Regions from separate parts of the Canis lupus genome. Here region 2 is linked to region 1. The links are chromatin contacts, called in public Hi-C maps. All regions are on one chromosome and are shown on one strand. The core of a region is the stretch at or near the end of the contact, and the rest is flanking DNA. Distances in the headings are between cores, read along the strand shown.

Region 1 (5,561 bases), core at 643-3,142:
CTCTCCCTGACCTTGCATGGCACCTGCTCAGGGCCAGGTACTAGGCTGCTCTGGAGAGCTTGTCCTGGGGGGGATAAGGACAGGGACGGGCTTCAAGGTGAACCTGATGACAGTGACTATCTTGACGTTGGTCCAGTGTCTGCCCTCCCCTGTCCTGCCCTCTCGGTTTTCTGCTGGGCAGATGCTGACCAGCCTGCCCGGTGCTGGAGGCCAGTTAGGAAGTGTGCAAACCGATGGGAGGTGTTCTTGTGGGTGGGCACCTGGGTGACCCCCAGGACCCCACATAGGCCTGTCCCAGGAGCATCTGAGCCTCTGTGGGAGCTGAGCCCCACCAGAGAGGGGCAGAAAAGCCTCGGGCCAGAACTGCCCAGGCCCCGAGTCCTCCTGGGCCTTCTGGCCTGACTCCCCAATCACTGAACTCAAGCTTCTGGGGACCGAGGTGCTGGGCCCAGGGTGTCGGCCCAGCTCTTTCCAAAGGCACCCTGGGCAGCAGCTGCACACAGCCTCTCTCCGGACCTGCTGGCATGTGGGGGGAATGCGGGCACTGGCTCAGCAGGAAATGTGCATCTGAACTGTTCTCTGTGTCCGTGAACTGCCTCAGAGTTTTCCATGGACCAGCGCCCCCGTCACCAGCTCTCCAATTCCACCCTCTCCTCTGGTCTGTCCCGAGATCAACATGGAGGGGCTGGGGTTTGGGGTCCTGGGAAGGCGGGGAGCATCTCTGACCTTGCTGTTCCTGGAAAGGAGTGAAGCCCCAGGCGGAACCTGGAACCTCGCTGGCACCTGTGAGCTCTGGGTGAATGCCCTGAATTCAGGCGGGTCCCTGGGGCTACTCCTCTTCCAGTCCACAGGCGTCTGAAGCCAGACAGAGGCGTGAGGAGGGTGAGATACAGGTCTGCGCCCAAGGGCTTCCATCCAGCTGGAAAGCCAAAGGTGAAGTGGCAACCAGTTCCCAGGGTGACTGGTGAGCTGTGGCTTATAACCAGTCATCCCCCCACATCCATCCACCCGACACCCGCTGCACCCGGGCTCCGCTGGGCACTGTTGGATGCACACACCATGCTGCAGCCTCGTGCCAGTCCACATTCCTGACTGTGTGGGCGATGCATACAGGGGGTTAGGAGCCCACGAGCAGGTGCAGGTGCAGGCTGGGCAGCGGGGTCGCCAGGTGGAGGGTGGGAAAGGGCATCTGGAGGACAGAGGGCAGGTTTAGAGCTGGGTCTGCGGGCAGTTTGGTGCAGCCTGAGAGCGGAACCTGGGGCAGGAAGGGGCAGGCCTGGGGAGGAAGCTTGGGCCTGGCAGGCGGGGTCCCCGAGCTGGGTCTCCAAGCTGTAGATGGGGGAGCCAAGGGGACAGATCCAGGGAAGCCTCGGTGGTGGGTAGGGCAGGGGCTGCCGTGGGTCAACACTGTGGGAGCCCGGGGTGGGGTGCTGAGGCCCCTCGATGATGACCTTCTTGGATCCGAGGTCCCCGGTCAGCCCCGCTGTGTCCCAGGTGCACCCGGAAGGAGCCTGGGAGGGTCTGTGTGACAGGCAGGGGTCAGGGTCCCGGTACTTCCAGGAGCTCTCGCCCTGATCCCCAGAACGCCCCCCTCTCCCCGAGGCCGCCTTTGGGTGGGTGAAGCCGGGGGCCCAGCCGGCCTTTCCCAGGGGTCTCCTCCGTCTGCACCTGGAGCCTCACAGAGCGGATGGGGCGGCTGGAAGCTGCTCAAGGCTTCCCGTGGGAAACACGGAGGGGAGGCGTCTCCGGAGGGGCGCACGGTCTGCCCGGAGCACCCCCCTGGGGCCCAGTCGGCAAGTCTCAGGGCAGAGCCAGGCTTGGGGCTCCAGGGCTGCCCTCCCCGTTGCTCTGCCCCTGCCCTACTTCTGCGGGGTCTCTCTCCCCCTCTCTTCCTCGGTCTGTCCCTCTCTCAGCAAAGGTGTGTGTCCATCCTCCCCTATTTTGTCTCTGTAGTACCTTCTCCTTTCTCTTTACACCTGGGGCCTCCCCCCTGCGGCTCACTCTCTGCCTCTTGCTGCCCCATTTCCCTCTCCTGGGTCTCTATCCTTTGTGTTACTGCCCTTCCGTCCTCTGGGTGGCAGCTTGGTCCACGTCCTGTCTTCCAGGTCCCCCGGAGCAGGGTGCTTGCCTCCTCTGGCCATCCTCGCCCGGGGACGCCTTCTCAGGGACCCCAGCACGAGTGGTGCTCTTCTCCCCGGCACCCCAAAGCTGGGGGCTCTTAATGTCCACCTGTTCCACCCCCGGATAAACAACCTGAGTATAGACGCGCTGCACTGCCAACGTTTCCAGACCAGTCCCCCCCGCCTCCCTTCCAGGAGGGCTGCCTCCCCTGAGCCCTCCGTGCAGAAAGGCTGCACCCCCACCACCTAAAGCCTGTCATCAACCCTGTCGTGAGTCCTGAGGTCCCACAGAGCATCCGGCCCTCTGCTGTGGAGGGGTGGGGGTGCGGGGACATGGAAGAGGGGGCTCTGTAGGCCAGGATCTCGGCCTATCCTGAGGTCTGACTTCAAAGCTGGGTTCCCTCCATGGCTCACACACCGGCTGGAAGACTGGAAAGAAGGATGGGGCACGTGTAGCCTCCTCAGAAGCTTCCACTCTTCCTCAGATAGTCTGGAATATTCCGTGTCCTGGAGGGGACCTGCCTGCACCCTGCTCACCTCTCTGCTCACCTCACCTTGTTCCCTTCACTCATGGGCACCCCAGTCTCGTTCCCCCAGGTCCTCAGGTGGGCCTGACCCCTCCCCGACTCAGGGCCTCACACATGCCTCTCCTCCTTTGGCTTCTCTCTGCAACCCCAATGCCCCTTGGCCTGTCTGAAGCTCCTCTTCAGGCCTCAATTTAACCATCCATGAGTCCGGGAAGACCCACCGGCCCTCTGTGTGGCTCCCGGCCCTTCCCTGTGGTCTGACAGCCTGTGCCAACTGTCACACCGTTGACACCACTGAAGCTAACTCTGTGCCTCCGTGGCTTCAGGGAGAGAATGTTCTGGGCACCTGCAGCGTGCCAGTGGCTCAGCTGGGATCTTGCGTGCGGCCTACCTCGTTGAATCATTGCAGGGACCCTCCTTCTGAGGGAGGATCAGAGGATCCTCTGATCCTCTGAGGAGCTGAGGATCAGAGAGTGGGGGAGGCCAGCCCGGGGCTCACAGCAGAGCGCTGGCGTTGAGGGCGCTGGCTGTGGACGTGCGAGCCTCCTTCACACCCACCTCCTCCTCAGGATTCCGTCCGAGGCATCAGCGCCAACCGCCAAGCACAGGTGCGCCGCGGCTGCTAAGATCCCAGTTGCGTGCACTTGTTAATACTCGAGTTTAACAGACATTTGCGACTACGATCTCTACACCAGGAGTTGGGCTAGTTTGGAGGCCCGGCCTTGCCAAAGTGGACGTGAGTGGGCATCTCCAGGAAGTCACCTGTCTGCCTCTGGACCACTTGCCCTCCAGCCAAATGTCTATGTGGATGCCTGGCCAGGGCCAAAGGGAGGAGGGGCAGGCGTGGGCATGTATGGGGTGGGCTGCAGGGTGGGGGGGGTAGGGGTGGAGGGGGGGACCGGGTTTAATGAGGTGACTGCCACTTGTAAATGAAACGGAAGGCGGAGGAGCTTGTGTGAACTTTGACCTCTCCTGTCTGTCTTGCCTTTCAACGGGAGCTTTACGAGCAGCCGCCTCACTCAGAAGGGACCCACCGCATGCAGCCCCGGGAAGGCAAGGTTGGATGGGGGGACGCTGGGTCCCAGGGTGGAGACAAGGAGGGCTGGAGTCAGGGGTGCAGGCTAGGGTCACTGGAGCCGTGCACCTCCGCTCTCTCTATCACGAGCTTCGGGCAGCAGAAGCAGGAGGCTGGATCCGAGCGGCATCCGTGGCAAACATGGAAACTTCTAAAAATGCACATTTCCAGGCCCCATCCCTGCAGTATCTGGTTTGGTAGGTTTGGGTTGGGGCCTGGAAAGCCGTATTTCTAAAAGGCTCCCTCAGTGATTCTTAGACTCATCCGAGCTTAGCAAACACTGTCTTGGAACACACGGTAACGTCAACGGGCAACAGACTCTCCAGCTCACCTGTGGTGGGAAACTCTTGTTCGCAGAGACTATCATTGGCTCCATTTGCTGAGCGTCCACTCGACACCCCAGACACTGTGCTGAGTGTTTTACAGCCACTCACCCACTGGGCCCTCCCCACAATCCTGCAAGGGAGAGGGCATTACCTACGTTTCACATGACGAAGTGTGAATTACAGGATGAAGATGCAAGAGCTTGCCCAAGGGGACACAATGGATATTTGAAAATGGGTCTGACTCCAGAAGTTCTGCGTTTAAGCAGATACTACCCTGACTGCCCTTATGGGACCTATGTAAAGGTCGCCATTAACATCGAGGTATCCAGTAAATAGGAACCAAGAAATCATTGTCTCATTGCATTCCAAATAGAGTCTTGGGGCTGGCTTGGGACTTCATGGTTAAAGGTCACCCCACTAGGCAGAGACACTTGCCTCTCTTATTCATGAAGGCGTTCATCCCCAGTGCTTAGTACAGGTCAGGGTTGTAGAAAATGCTTAATAAGTTCTTGTCAATTGGGTACTAAATACTATCTAAAAAAAGAAAAGCATTCTCAGTACAAAGTACAAAACATCCTCTTCTTCACTGGATGCCCTTTCAGACAACAAAAGAGTTTTTTTCCTTTCTCTTTGGAGCAGCTGGGTTTAGGTTTAAAAAAGAAAGAAGAGTAAGGATCTGGGGAAGGGTCCTGGGTGTGCAATTGGAGAGAGAGACAGCTATAGGAATAGAAGGAAGTGCCTCCTTCCCTCTACCCTGCTGACCTCCTGCCTGCATCCACCAGGAGGGGTTTCAGTGGGATCCACCATCCCCACCCCCAGTGCTCTTCTGGAAAGGGTCTTATCAAGAGCTGCCCACTCCCAAGGCCAGGCTCTGCAGGGTCCCAGTGCAATGCGTCGGGCAATGGCTTTAACTTAGTTTTGCTGGTGTTTCATTCACTTAAAAAACAACTTACCAAAAATAATTATGTTTTTTAAAGATTTTATTTATTTATTTATTTATTTATTTATTTATTTATTTATTTATTTATTTATTTGACAGAGCATAAGCAGGGGGAGAGGCAGAGGGAGAAGGATGAGCAGACTCCCCACTGACCAGGGGGCCTGATGCGGGCTTGACCCCAGGACCCCAGGATCATGACCTGAGCCAAAGGCAGACGCTTAACTGACTGAGCCACCCAGGCGCCCCTTGTTTTGTTTCTTAAATAACATTGTTATATAACGCTAAACAGTTGTGCTTTGCACATTTTTTTCACTGTAGCAAACTATTCGTAACATACAATTTATCATCTTTAACTGGAAGTCAGAATTCCTGGCTTAAGTAGACTGGATGGGAAAGGAATGAGGGGAGGGCTTTCCCTCCCTGTGATTCCCACTCCAGGTCAGCCTGAGAGCAGGGCTGCATTTCACCACTCAGACCCTCTGCAGAATCTGATGAAAGCCACTGGTCCTCTCAGAAAATGCACCAATACCATCCCACATCCTCTTTTGCAATTCCAGGGGATTCGTGGACTCC
Region 2 (5,553 bases), core at 1,882-4,381, 240 kb after region 1:
ACATGGGGAAGAAGCCAAGTGAATCTGAAGTTTTCAGACTTTCACAAGTCTTCATTTTCTTTTCCTTCGTGGAAAACAATCTTCCTCTGTACAAGGCTTCTATGGCTCGTGCTCTACCGTGTGTGAGCTCTGCTGTGTGCAGTCATGGAAACATGGTATTTTAGAATGGGCAGAGTCTCTGAGGTCATTCTATTCCAAAATCCCAACTAATTCAAGAACCAGAAGTACAGTATTCATTGCAAGTGATGCTAATGGATACTTCTGATCAACTAAATAGTCGTCCCATGAATGGTGAGCTCACCACTTCAGGCTCTGCCTTCCAAATCATGCCTGAGGCTGTTAGACTTGACCACGCCTCCATATCTCACATAAAGCAGGGCATCCTGGTCAACATTTCCTTCCAACTGGGATTCCAAACCACAAATGACAAACTATGGGGCAAGAGTGAAACCGCATCATTCTTCCTAACATGATATCAAGCTCAAGATAAGACATTAGGGACACCCAGGTGGCTCAGTCAGCTAAGCATCTGGCTTCTGCTCAGGTCATGATCTCAGGGTCCTGGGATCAAGCTCTGCATCTGGCTCTCTGCTCAGCAGGGAGTCTCCTTGCCCCTCTGTCCTTCCCCCTGCTGGTGCTCTGTATCAAATAAATAAATAAAATCTTTATAAAAAAATAAAGACATTATCCCCACTCAAGAAAAATATATCCTAGAAATGGGAATATAGAAAACCATAGCCAAACTACTGAATAGAAAAACAAAAAATCATGGGCAAAGATGAATTCCCAAAGAAGAGTGTGAGATAGTTGCCCATGCTTCTAAGGATTAAAGACTTTACATCAGTAAAGATTCTCATTTAGAAAATTCTTTCATCTCTTCTGGAATATAAGAGGGGGAGAGACATCTTTTCAGTGCTCATCTTTCTTAATATATTAGAGCTTCTGGTTGTCTCTAACCCAAGTAGAAGCTGAAGCTCACTAACTGGTAGGGAAGGGCTGACAGCTCCATGTGGGCAGTGGGACCCTCCCTAGGTTTTCAGAACACACTGTTCCTTCTCTTAAACAAGAATCATCCCATTTCAGGTGTGTTCTCTGTATTTCATTAAAAGGGTCTAAAAGTTCCCTGTTTAATGGTGGGGTGGACAATCACATTATAAAAGGATAATGGTTCTTCAACCTCACCCAAATTTTTAAATGATAGTGAATGGAATGTTATGGATATGGGTAGTTTTAAAATGATAGATTGCAAAGTGCTGTTTGGCAGGTGAGACACAATGCTTGTTCCCCATCCCCACCTCAAATTCATATATTGAAGCCCTAGCCCCAGTGTGACCATATTTGGAAGTGAGGCTCTGGGGAGGTAATTAGGTCATGAGGTTGGGGCCTGGCGATGGGATTATGGGATTAGAGACACCAGAGAGTGCACTGAGCTAGCTCTCTCTCTCCCTGCCATGTGAGGACATAGTGCGAAGGCAGAAGAGAGTCCTTGCCTGAAACTGAACACTGCTAGACCTTGATCTTGGACTTTCCAGCCTCCGGAACCATGAGAGACAAAATTTCTGTTAAGCCACCCAGTCTGTGGTAGTTACGGTGCCTGAGCGGACTGAGAGACAAAGCAATAAGGAAAATCAGGGGAAGAGGGTAGTGTCTCAAGACAATGGCCCTGACAGCCTGCCTCGGAGGGACCCAGGCAGCTGGGGTGGGAGGGAGGGGTGGGAGAAGTCTGGTCCATCCAGCCCTCTTTAGGGAGCACAGGCGAGCCGAGAACATGGAAGAATGTAGAACCTAGAATGGAAAACACTGGCAGAGGGGTGTTTTGGAGGGTGGAGTAAGAGGATCAGCAGACAGAAGAAGGGCAAGGTCTAACTTTCCTCTCAGCCATGGGTTAAAAAAAAGGTATACAAAATTCTGGGGCCAGTTGTTTTTGGACTCTTCCAAGAATAGACAGTTGGTATTCCTTCCTTGAAGCATAGTCCATGGGTTACAACGTTAGGAGGGTCCTTCATACACGAGCTGGTTCCCTGCAAGTGGTGGGGGTGGAGTGAGGGAGGCAGGATTTAAGAGGACCCAATCCTTCCATCAGACAGGTGGGAAAACTAGCATACGCCCACCTGCTGGGCCCCACGTGCCCTCTGGACCATCAGGTGTGGGCTCTCCGTACAACAGCAGGAGGGAACAGAGGAAGGCCCTCCAGCTCAGAGGGCAAAGAGGTGCAGGCCCACAGAGAGGTCCTTGCTCTGAACTCCCATTTCACCTTCCATTCCAACAGCTGTGCCGTCTCTGCTCCGGTCCTCTTTCCAATGGGGTCCCTCCTTGAACCAAAGGGTAGGAGATGGAGCCTCTTGAGGACCAGGAGCAGAAGCAAGGCTGGACACAAACGGCTCCTCTCCCCGGTGCTGGAAAGGTACTATTCATCTCTCCCACCCCGCCAGCAAGCCTCTAAGACTTTCCACTGTTGATCGCAGGGGCAGAGACCGCCAGCGGACTTCCCTGGGACCAAGCTTTGCCGAGGAGGATCAACACTTTCTCGACACCAAAAGCAATAATGTCTCCTGAGGAGGGCTGTCAGACATCCTCCCAGACTCTCATCGACACGTTCGCCTTTCCTATTATTCATAGTTGCCTTTAGATCCAGCACCTCACATCATAGGAGCTGTGCCCCAGGCGAGGTGTTCACTCACAATTCCCGCCGGGAGTCGCAGCCCTGCTCTGCGTAATTGTGAATTTCAATACGCTAACAGTATCAGGCTGGCCAAGATAAACGTAATGGATTTGGTTTAGTATTTGGTGCCAAGTAATACACAGCTGATTAACCCAGCCCACAGATGCACGGAAATCATCTGGTTTTCCTTGCTTCTCCATGGGCTCCTTCCCCAGGCCGGCATCAACTGAGAGCTGACCTTGGCCAGGCCGTGCACAGAGATGTGGAAACTGCTTGTTGTTCCCAACAAGGCTCTGCGCCTGCAAAACAGCCTTGACTGTTGACTCACCAGACCAGACAGCTCGTCGAGGCGGCTGTGATGCACACAGAACACAGGACGGCTCTGCTGCCTCTAGGTGGCGAGACAAAGGGATGTGAGGAGAGGGGATGTGAGGAGAGGGGCCAAGGGGAAGGCCGAAGAATGCCCACTGTTTGCAGAGCCTGTGGGAACAGTTGCCAAATGGAAATTACGTTTGTGAGGGTAACGGGTAGAGAGTCTATGGGAGGGTCTGGATGGGACAGGGAAATGGGCCAGTTTTCATCAGATCTCGCCGATATGGAGCTGAGTATGACACTAAGTCCCACTGAATTCTCAAACAGTGAGAGAGAGCAGAACATCTTGATATATGTCCTATGCTCAGTCATCTTATGCCATATAATTGGGGTTCAAAACTAGGATGGAAAATATCAAGGAAGAATGTTAGTGGATGAAGAAACGGCAAAGGATTACTTACTTGACAAATATTTACTGAACACCTGTTACGTGCTGGGCACTGAGTGGGCGCAGGAAGCCTGGCCACATGCTCATAGCAGCCCAGAGAGAGCCCCTGTGGGAGACACGGCGTGAGCAAAACCCGAGTGGACATTCAGAAGTGGGAGCTCCACTTCCTACAGATTCAGTCTCTGGAAACGTCTCCTGAGACAGCGATCTTTATTACCTACTGCTTTACCTATGCCTTTGGCTCCCCGACACTGTACTTCTGGGCCCTCTCTTCGGAGGGTCTGGCTTCTTCCGCACAGACGAAGGACTCTGTATGGTTTCTTTTCAAGTTCTCCAGGTTGGACCTGGGAGGCTGCCTCAGCGGGCCCATGTGAGCTAAGTGGAGGGTGGTACCGACAACATGATGAGAGGCACCATTCAATGCACGTTTCTCTCTTATAAAAGCAGACAGTGTCTTCTCCAGGAAGCTGGCTCGGTTGGTGTTAGGGGCCCCTCCTCCATGCTCCACCAGCCACCTGCACACCCCTCCCTCCTTCAGCACCATCTATTATCCTGCTGGCTGCTTCTTAGGCTGCTGTTACTCTGAAGTCTGAGACGGCTAGAACATCTTTTTCATCTCCCTTTTGCTGGTGTCTGGCGTAAAGGGTGTACGATAAATGTCTGCCACGGAATGAGGCACCTGGGTGGTTCTCATGTATTTCTGAGCCCTGCTCCCGGGGTTAAACATGGGCAGGGAGCTATGCATGTAGGATACCAAAAGAGATACCCCAGAAATACCCTTCCAGGCCAGGAGGACGGGGGCATTCCCGTGCCTGCAGGTGGGGCTCTGGTGGGATGCACAGAGCCGGGGCCTGGGCTCTAGCTGCAGGCTGCAGACCTGCTCAGCTTTCTGGGAGAGTATCAATTTCCCCAGCTGCCTCCAGCCCACCGTTTCACTTGTTAGCAGCAAATGTGAGAAATGAAAAGCATCTCAATGGGACCTCTAGGAGAACGTCTGGGATTCTCAAATATACTTTGAATGAAATGTTACTTCTTTTACAAGGCAAATAGTCCCCTCCACCACCTGTTTTGAAGAAATGTCTATAACAAAGCCACATTTCGAGAAACTATTAGATAGCTGATGATGGATTAAATCGGCTCTAATTTGAACATATTAAGAAGCCAAGCAGAGAAAATATTTTCACATTCTGTAGGTCAATTGAAACATTAGAAAAGTAAAATATTCTTTCAAACTGTTTTTCTTTTTTGAAGGTTTCACCCTGCACTCCCACCTAATGGGTAGGTGTGTGTGCATGTGTGTCTATGCGTCTGTGTGTGTGTGCGCACACACACACTTTGTTCCCGAGCATGCCTGCAGAGGGGAGCAGATATGTGAGGGGGAAGGACGTGAGTGAGTGGCTAGAAAGGGCGACCTGTGAGTGAGGCAGAGCTGGGTGGCTTCTTGGCTCCACTAGCTCATATTCCGAAACCAGTGAAGTTCTACTGCCATCTCGTGGCACCGTAACATGTTCACAAGAGGCACAGTGTGCTCAGATCCTTAAACGAAGTCCTGCAACATCCCAGTAGCCCACACAAAGGTGTTAACCTGCAGTGAGATTAGAGTAAGAAATAATCTTGCTTTTTTATTCAAAAAGATCATGTGCTTCACAACAATCTGGTTTCAAAACAACCTCAGATCTTAAGACTAAGGCTACCATGACATTTATTTTGCCATATTTAACAGTTTCACTTTGAAAAAGCCCCAATGGGAAAAATTACCTTTGAAACCCACTGGGACAGTCTCACATAAACTAGGATATTTCACAAGCAATAAAGTTCTGTCTTCAATATTCAATATTCAATATTTTCAATTTCATCCATGTCTTCAGGGTCGAGTTGCTTAATACTGCTGTCTAGAAGAAGGAAAGAGAATGGAACGAGTCTGAGCCCAGGGCCTAAATGGAATGTCATTCCACTCAACTCCGGATTCTCTTTAAGATTTTATTTATTTATTCAGGGAGAGACAGAAGGAGTAGCAGACTCCCTGCTGAGAAGGGAGCCCAACATGGGGCTCGATCCCAGGACCCTGAGATCATGACCTGAGCTGAAGGTAGTGGCTTAACTGACTTAGTCACCCAGGCACCCCTCAACT

Evidence for each region. Hi-C and Micro-C count contacts between places; a contact is called where the count stands out from the background.
Region 2: a contact with region 1 is called in a Hi-C map of skin fibroblasts, with 3 times the contacts expected there. The contact joins two enhancer-like sites. A contact is called at or near these places in 4 of 9 Hi-C or Micro-C datasets (amygdala, blood and skin fibroblasts).

What each region holds. Positions count from the first base shown.
Region 1 is chr5:8,355,784-8,361,344 of UU_Cfam_GSD_1.0, forward strand. No RefSeq gene overlaps it. Among named protein-coding and RNA genes, the nearest start is that of RPUSD4, 25 kb to the left of the region's middle. Within about 2 kb of position 1,893, at least 2 of the 20 cell types and tissues checked have an H3K27ac peak or open chromatin away from gene starts, as enhancers often do.
Region 2 is chr5:8,594,535-8,600,087 of UU_Cfam_GSD_1.0, forward strand. DDX25 (ATP-dependent RNA helicase DDX25) reads right to left here. Exons shown (of 12, transcript XM_038535710.1): 12 at 5,019-5,314. The coding sequence ends at 5,253. Among named protein-coding and RNA genes, the nearest start is that of VSIG10L2, 18 kb to the left of the region's middle. Within about 2 kb of position 3,132, at least 4 of the 20 cell types and tissues checked have an H3K27ac peak or open chromatin away from gene starts, as enhancers often do.